2 separate regions of the Oncorhynchus mykiss genome follow, and region 1 is linked to region 2. The links are chromatin contacts, called in public Hi-C maps. All regions are on one chromosome and are shown on one strand. The core of a region is the stretch at or near the end of the contact, and the rest is flanking DNA. Distances in the headings are between cores, read along the strand shown.

Region 1 (4,470 bases), core at 898-3,397, 73 kb before region 2:
AGAACCACCTACTGGCCCTGCAACATCACTTACCAGCAGCATCTGGTCTCCCATCCAGGAACCAACCAGGACCAACCCTGTTTAGCTTCAGAGGAAAGCCAGCACTGGGATGCAAGGTGGAATACTGCTGGTGTGAAGTGCATAATCTATGAATGGGGTTTTGGGAAAAGGTGTTGTAGTACTACAATTCTACCACTAGTGGTGCTCTAACCCCTCTCTTCAGCCCCCTGGGTGAATACAGGTGTTCTGTATATCAGTGAGAAAGATACCTGGCGTACGTGACTCCATCGATTCAGTGGTAGTTCAAGTACACACGCAGATCCTCTCTGTCGAAAGGTAGTTACTGTACTAAACAACAGTAGGTTGTACACACGCAGATCCTCTCTGTCGAAAGGTAGTTACTGTATTAAACAACAGTAGGTTGTACACACGCAGATCCTCTCTGTCGAAAGGCAGTTACTGTACTAAACAAAAGTAGGTTGTACACAACAGTACTGACATTTTTAATGTCTCGACTATATGAAATGCTTGTAAGTCATATACAGTAACAGCGAGGTAGAAGGTACCAGTAAAGATGTTGTTTTACTTCTGGTTATTTCAATGAGTTAGGCGTAGTGTGCCTTGCCTCTCTGAAGTCATGGCATCACACCAAGAACACTAAAGCTGTTTTTATTCATCCCAGTTAATAATAAGCCTGTAGAAAGCCGAAAGTAATTATCCTGCCGTTTAGATTTCCCTAAAGGTACATCCCAATTAGTACCTTCGCCCCAACGGCCTAAAAAAAATGGTTGAGAAATATGTGTGTAATTATTCATTTAGTTTCAGAACAAGGTATTTCCACAAACGGTGTGGTGCCGAACGTGACACTGATGAAAAATAACAACATAGATATTCTCTAGTGTTTGATAAATACTGAAGGAGCTGCTAGTATACTTTAGTTTACATTGCATTCAGTTGGATCTGAAATGAGCAGTAATTGTAGGGTGTAAGGCCCTATGGAAAATAATAACTCCAGGGGGTTTTACCATCACGCTGTAGGACTGCGTGAGACAGGGAGAGAGGGAGAGAGAAGGTGTGTGAGTTAGACAGAGACAGAGTGATAGAGAAGAGAAAAGGGAAATGGGTGATACCTAGTCAGTCGTACCACGGAATGCATTCAACTGAAATGTGTCTTCCACATTTAACCTAAAGCCCTCTGAACCAGAAAGGGGCTGCAGTAATCGACATCCACGTCTTGAGACAGAGATACAGAGAGAGACACATTTATCGCAGGACAAAGCGTCTCATGAACGTAACAGTACCGCGCTCCTGCTTCCCTTCATGACCCACTATGTAGTAGAAGGTGTACAAGACACTCACCAGATTTCGGTGTTAAATAACAAGGATGAGGAATGCTAGCAAATCGTTTTTCTCCGTTCAGAAATCAACAACAATTACTGTCTTGAATAATGACGATATCACTGACCCTATTGACATTTAGGGAGAGGAACTCCAACCTATTAACTAATGTATGGTACTAACCAAAAGCATGGATTAAAGTAGACGTTTTTTTTGTGGGTGACGTGGAATCTTTCAAATTTTTTTAAGTATTATATTTGCAAATGGATTTTTCAGTAGGCTTGTGGAAAACTGATGCATATGGCTCTCGTTGCAATCCTCTCCAAAGAAGACATGAAGACTTTGTTTAAAGATCAATGTTAGTATGTCTGTGTTCTGCTGCAACAGAATGAAGACACAAGTCCTGGTCCAAGTTAAGACCTCCCGTTGGTTCCAAAGACATTCCGTTATTTTGTGCTGTTTTTGTTATTGTTGATCAAACATGCATGTTAGCAATACTGCCAACAATTCTGCAACAGAATCGTGACAAGTTGCGAGCTAAGTTCCGAGCCAAGTCCATTGGTTCCAGACATTCCGTCTCCTTGTGCTCCTTGTTCTCTTCATATGAAGTGGTTGTGGCTTGTTCCTTTAGTGTTTTTTTTTTTTTTTCATAGCCTTTTGTTCTGGGCGTGCGCCAGTGACCGTACTTTGAACCAGCAGCTGGAACAGGGCTGTACAGCCAAAGATAGCTGAAGTGTTGTTTTTGCTTTCTCTGCAGGTCTATGACCGACTCTGTGGCAAGCGGCTGCTAACTAACGCCAGCGTCAATCCTGCCCATGTTGCCAAGCAAGTGACTCTGAGACCCGCACTCCCTCTCAGCCCCACAACAGCAACGGACTCTCCTACATTGCATCCCAAATGGTACCTTATACCCTATGTAGTGCACTACTTTCACCAGGTCCCTGTTCAAAAGTAGCACACTATGTAGGGAATAGGGTGTGATTTGAGATGCAGTCCAGGTCCTAGTATGACCTGCAGGGGCTCTGACTAACTGATATTTAGAACAACTGACTGGCTGTTGACTGGCTGGCTGCTAGCAGGCTCTGACTAGCTGCTAGCTGTAATGACTGGCTGGCTGCTAGCTGGCTCTGACTAGCTGCTAGCTGTAATGACTGGCTGGCTGCTAGCTGGCTCTGACTAGCTGCTAGCTGGCTCTGACTAGTTGCTAGCTGGCTCTGACTAGCTGCTAGCTGGTGCTGACTAGCTGCTAGCTGTAATGACTGGCTGGCTGCTAGCTGGCTCTGACTAGCTGCTAGCTGGTGCTGACTAGCTGCTAGCTGGCGCTGACAAGCTGCTAGCTGTAATGACTGGCTGGCTGCTAGCTGGCTCTGACTAGCTGCTAGCTGTAATGACTAGCTGCTAGCTGTAATGACTGGCTGGCTGCTAGCTGGCTCTGACTAGCTGCTAGCTGGCTCTGACTAGCTGCTAGCTGGTGCTGACTAGCTGCTAGCTGGTGCTGACTAGCTGCTAGCTGTAATGACTGGCTGGCTGCTAGCTGGCTCTGACTAGCTGCTAGCTGGTGCTGACTAGCTGCTAGCTGTAATGACTAGCTGGCTGCTAGCTGGCGCTGACTAGCTGCTAGCTGGAATGACTAGCTAGTTGGCTCTGACTAGCGCTAGCTGGAATGACTAACTAGCTGGCTCGGACTAGATGCTGGCTGTAATGTCTGGCTGGCTGCTAGCTGGCTCTGACTAGCTGCTAGCTGGAATGGCTAGCTAGCTGGCTCTGACTAGCTAGTTGGCTCTGACAAGCTGCTAGCTGGAATGACTAGCTAGCTGGCTCGGACTAGCTGCTAGCTGGAATTACTTGCTGGCTGCTAGCTGGCTCTTACTAGCTGCTAGCTGGAATGACTGGATGGCTGCTAGCTTGCTCTTACTAGCTGCTAGCAGGAATGACTGGATGGCTGCTAGCTGGAACGACTGGCTGGCTGTTTGTTCCAGACACTCAACTTTTGGCCACACCCTCACAGTTCCACACAAATGTTATGTGTGTCTGCTTGATGAGTTCAGCAAGAAGTCATTGTTTAGTCTTGGGAGGACTGTTACTATCACACCAACCACAAACCCCACGCATATGCATATGTTTGGTCAGTCATTATTCTCTATTTCATAACAACATCTGTTCTCATATTCCCTTTCACCTTGCATTGGTTTGCACCTCGCTCTTGTTGACAGTGCTAATATGCACAGTACTGTGCTATGTCCTGTTTACAAGTCATAACTTGTGCCCATTTGGACATAGAGTCCGATTCTATCAACTATGTGTAAGGCTTAATATTGTAGGTTACTATGATCATATTTACATCTATTTGCAAACGTTACAATTCAACATCACCTCAGTAGTTAACCAGCAGTAAACTTGGTAGAAAGGAAATGATTTCTTGGAGAACGACAACGTACTACAGCCTTCCATTATGACTTTTACCCATTGATGTTGTTATCACAGGAAAACAAGCATGATAAATACCTTGGCGTTTATAAATAGAGTTAATAGAAGGTGCCTGTTAATCCCCAAAAACAAAAGTTTAGTACCCAGAACAAAGATTAAGATCAAAGAGAACTTTATTTCCAAAACATTTTGCAGTATGTTTACCTGTTTCTAATGTTGTTTTCACAGTCGACTGGATGTTGCTTTCCATGATTTTAGCTCTAAAAATAATGCTCTATTTTCCCATAAGAAAACGACCTGGTGCTAACAGACACCATATGTCCTTTCTCCAACATCATTCATATGTACTTGTTTCCCAAATGGCACCCTATCCCCTTTTTAGTGCACTAGGACCCATTGCCACTGTTCAAAAGTAGTATACTATTTAGTGAATAGGGTGCAATGTGGGATGTAACTCTTACTCACTGCCAAGTCAACAGTCGTGTTTTAGAGAGTCAGGCGAGTTCACGGGAAAGAACGCCAGTTCATCATGAAACGACTTGCTTGATTTGATTTTTTAATAAGAATAGGTCAAACGTGAAAACACTGTGTCAAAATGGGTTTACAGTTTAGGTTGTGACAAAGGTTAGACAATCATACACTAATATAAATGTTTGGTACTGAAGTAAAAAAAAACTATAAAAAAATGGCTTCTCAATAGCCTTT
Region 2 (4,407 bases), core at 1,792-4,291:
CTCTGTAGTAGGGGTGGTAGAGAATGGCTGAAGGGTTGGCCCTCCTGGCCCCAGAAGGCCGGAGCCTCACCTCTGTCCCAATGCAAGCGTTCTCCAGCTGGCTACATGTGAGCCCTCTCGTTTAGCGCTTTTGTCTAAAGAGAAAGAGTCTAGATGTCGTAGGACGGGCTTATCTTAGCGTATAGCTTCAGCCTATAGCCGCTAGTTAGAGCGTCTTTTCGTGTGCTTTTCATCAATTGTGTGTTTCATCATCTGTTACAGACAGCTTCACTGAAGTTGGCGGCGACGATCACTTTACAATTGGAGGTCCAAGGAAGAGCCACCTATACAGCAGAGCCAGCGCTGATGTGGCAGGACTGGTCAGGGTTATGGAGTCCCATCTGGGCCTGCTGCTGGTACTGGTTGTCCAGCCGCAGGGGGACCAGAGCGTCTGAGTCGGACGGAACCCGTTCGCGGAAGCTCTCCATCTGTTCTGGACTGGCCAGGTTCTTCAGAAGGCTGTTCTCACGTTCTAGCTGGTTGTTCTTCTCAGCCAGCTCTCTGATCTGCTCCTTGAGGATCTCTACTTCCTCCCTGACTGCATACATCAGGTGGTTCTTCACCAGATCCTAAGGTAGGAGAGAAGGAATGAGATCTACAGTTAGAGACGTCTGTTTAGAGAGAGAGAGAGAGTTTGTGCAACTCATACAAACCGACCACTAATCTATCCATGTAAGGTGACTCATAGATTAAGCTTAACCTACCATGCCTTACAAAAACACTTGTAGTAACACGTAGTAAGTTGTAGTATGTATGTAGTATGTAGTAAGTAACATGTAGTAACTTGTAGTAACATGTAGTAGCATGTAGTAACATGTAGTAACTTGTAGTAGTAACATGTAGTAGTAGTAGTAACATGTAGTAACAGGCCATGTGGTTACAGAGACTTGTACCCATATGACCAGGATTAAGGTTTAAAAGCTGAGCTGTAAACTAAATAGGTAATATAGTCTTGACTGCTGTTGTGCACATCTATAGCTTCCTCCCTGTCTGACTCAGAATGCAGCAGACAGAACATAGTCCCATGCCACATCACACGTATTGGACATGCAGTACTGTAGTCACTCAAAGCTGCAAGGCACATACAGACTACCATGCTTCTGCGGTACTACAAGTATACGAGTACTAGACTGAAGCCTAGTCTACTATGATTATCAACATACAGAAAATGATGACTATGGGCAAAGTGCATGAATGTGGTGGGGATGTGGAATGGCGTTACTGGGCTACTATGAGTGATGATATGAACGATAAAGTGTATAATCCTGTTGCTGATATACATACCATTGCCTGCTCTATCTTGTTGTCAATGGCAACAACGCTAGCACCCGAGGCACTGTGGAGGAGAGAAGAAGAGAAAGCCATAAGTCAACATATCAAATCAGAGCATTGGATCAGAAGGAACAAACTGGGGTCCTAGTTAGTACCGGCAAGGTTATGAAGTTCTCGTACAGATTGCTGGCACCAGGATAACTTATTTTGAGTCTTTTGAGATTCAATTGCCACGTAACGCCATCATCACAAATGTGTATTTAATTTGTGTTTAGGCGTAACCTATTTGAGATTGGGCATGTGTATGAAACACCAGCATGCCTGACTACCATTGTCTTTTTTTTGCAACCTAGCTAGCTAGATACATTGTTGCGCGCTGCAAACTATGACATGAAATTGATGACATTGTCTCGATATTGTTTCGAGATACTCCACTTTTATGCGTTTGAAAATGCAGCCGTAGGAGACACGCGGCGGGTTGGAGTCAAATTGCATTACTCAAAGTCTGCACAGCAGAAGACATTTATTATACGGTTTTTACAATTATATCATAACGGATACCAGCGTAACCATACTTTGCTTAATATATTTGTAATGGAAGAAACATGACTATGTCGAATTACAACAATTTAGATGAAATATTTGAATGAAATATATAACGCACAAATGACGCATCAATAACACACAAAACCCAGAGCGGGTTTTTATATTTACCTGTTGTCAAGTTTTACAGACACCACATCTCCTCCTACTAACGAGGAGAAGAAGGAGATGCTGAAGTTATGCAACTGATAGACAGCAACCTCCATTGGCGTTTTGAAGATCTCCGTACTCAAATTTAGCAGCAGACCCGTTTGGATAATGCTTCTCGCCACGTTTGCGATTGGTTGAGTAGATAAATCTACCTATCTAGATACAATTCTAGGTTACTGTATTCAGCTTAAATCACTCGACTGACTCGATTCGGTTGCTTCTGTGGTGAATTGAGTTGAGTATAGTGCGGTAGGTTAATGCCAGTGATGTGAGCCACGTTATGTTTCAGCGAATGTGTCTATTTCTGCAACCGGCGGCGCTTATAACCGAACTGTGTCCTGACGTCATCTGACGCGGGGGATAATTTATGCAAATACGCCTTATGGCATGATTTCCCCTCTGCCCCCTTCTGAACTCCTACAAACACAATAAGCGCCCAGTTGACCCGGAGACCCAATCCGTTTACACCCTGAAGCAAACAGGCAACAACAACAGAAAACGGCACAAAAAAAAAAGTGTGTGCTTGTGGGTTTTTCCCCGCGCATTTATTTTGAGTGAACGGGTTTTGGTTGCATGACATGTCATATGCAGACTATGGATTACTGTTGGTTTGGTTGTTGTCGTCGTTGTTTTGCATCAGCTGATCATATTGTTTAAGGAAAATGCTACAACGGAATTGTGTAGAATTATTATCGGCCTAGTTCATCTATTATATTGCTCTTTTTCATGAAATGATTAATTTGTCAGGGACCACGTGCAACAGTGACGCGAGATTATGAAACAGATAGCCTATAGTGGCAAACTAGAATCTGGATGTATTGAATGCATTAATAATGCATGCATTATTGGTTTATAACAGGATGTCTACATAATGTTTATTGTTTTGAGTCGGTGTTATCTGCAGGTGCAATAGTAGAAGACATTGCAGTATGTTGCAAACAGACATTTTGGGGAAGCCCTTTCTCCTTAATAAGGGTACTTTTCCACCCACTGCAAGGCTCTGGTAATTTTCCTTCCTCTCCTCTAGAGCTCTGCTACCACCTGCTGGCGAGAGTTGAAATTTCACCTCTTCAGAAATCATATTTACAGGCGTCGTATCTTTGGAGAACTCATAACTAGTCTACTTGGTAAGCATTTAGGATTTTGATGCACGGAATTTAAAACATATTATAATTCATTTGTAATGTGGTTTTGTTGTCCTAATAGACTCTCACTATCAGGCAAGAGTTTCAGCATAAGGACATCTTATAGGGGTCAATACTGTCATCCATAGATTACCCTACCTAGTTACATGCACCATCACAGCTGCCTTGTTGTTATGTGCAGTCACTGTATAGCAACACAGTTATAACTTGAACACCTCCAACACCCCTTTTGTGTCGCTATTTTAGCTCATATAAGAAAAGTAAGTTGTACTCCATTTTGTGAGGAAATAATTAATTAGTCTTTAACCCATCGGATCCAATTAGCTAGGTGAGACTCCAGTTTGGTCTGGACACTAACCAGATCTCACAGAGCCTTGTTGAATGTATTAGTATCAATAGTGCTTGTCACTTGTGATTTTACACTGTGCTGTGGAGCTGCCAGGCAGGGCTGTAGCAAGTGGCTAGGCTCCATCCCAGGTGGCACCCTATTCCCCATTTAGTGCACTACTTTTGACCTGGGGCCCATAGGGTAGTGCACTACTTTTGACCTAGTGCATAGGGAGTAAATAGCAAGTTGGGAAGAGTATTACACCTATTGCCTCTGGTTGGAAAATCTCTGGGTGTTAGTCACAGTGGTCATGGTTTAGTACTGGTATTCAAACAAGTGTATTGTACTGTTTCCTATCTAAACACTGGGGGGAGAGAGAGGGAGAGAGGGAGAGGGACATGGAGAGAGAGAGGGACATGGAGAAAGATAGGGAGAGAGAGGGAGAGAGGGAGAGGGACATGGAGAAAGATAGGGAGAGAGAGAGAGAGAGAGGGAGACATGGAGAAAGATAGGGAGAGAGAGGGAGAGAGGGAGAGGGACATGGAGAAAGATAGGGAGAGAGAGAGACAGAGAGACAGAGAGAGAGAGAGGAACATGGAGAAAGATAGGGAGAGAGAGAGACAGAGAGACAGAGAGAGAGAGAGGAACATGGAGAAAGATAGAGAGAGAGAGGGAGAGAGAAACAGTGAGAGAGAGAGAGAGAGGTGGGGAGAGGGACATGGAGAAAGATAGATAGAGAGAGAGAGGGGGGGGAGAGGGACATGGAGAAAGATAGAGAGAGAGAGGGGGGGGAGAGGGACATGGAGAAAGATAGATAGAGAGAGAGAGAGGGGGGAGAGGGACATGGAGAAAGATAGATAAGGAGAGAGA

Evidence for each region. Hi-C and Micro-C count contacts between places; a contact is called where the count stands out from the background.
Region 1: a contact with region 2 is called in a Hi-C map of liver, with 4 times the contacts expected there. The contact joins two enhancer-like sites. A contact is called at or near these places in 2 of 3 Hi-C or Micro-C datasets (blood and liver).

Annotation. Positions count from the first base shown.
Region 1 is chr14:36,568,373-36,572,842 of USDA_OmykA_1.1, reverse strand. No RefSeq gene overlaps it. Among protein-coding and RNA genes, the nearest start is that of LOC110489223, 140 kb to the right of the region's middle. Within about 2 kb of position 2,147, at least 5 of the 11 cell types and tissues checked have an H3K27ac peak or open chromatin away from gene starts, as enhancers often do. A contact at or near this core is called in liver, where this site is marked.
Region 2 is chr14:36,496,310-36,500,716 of USDA_OmykA_1.1, reverse strand. LOC110489223 reads right to left here. Exons shown (of 3, transcript XM_021561857.2): 2 at 1,324-1,375; 3 at 1-608. The coding sequence ends at 324. Among protein-coding and RNA genes, the nearest start is that of LOC110489223, 73 kb to the right of the region's middle. Within about 2 kb of position 3,041, at least 8 of the 11 cell types and tissues checked have an H3K27ac peak or open chromatin away from gene starts, as enhancers often do. A contact at or near this core is called in liver, where this site is marked.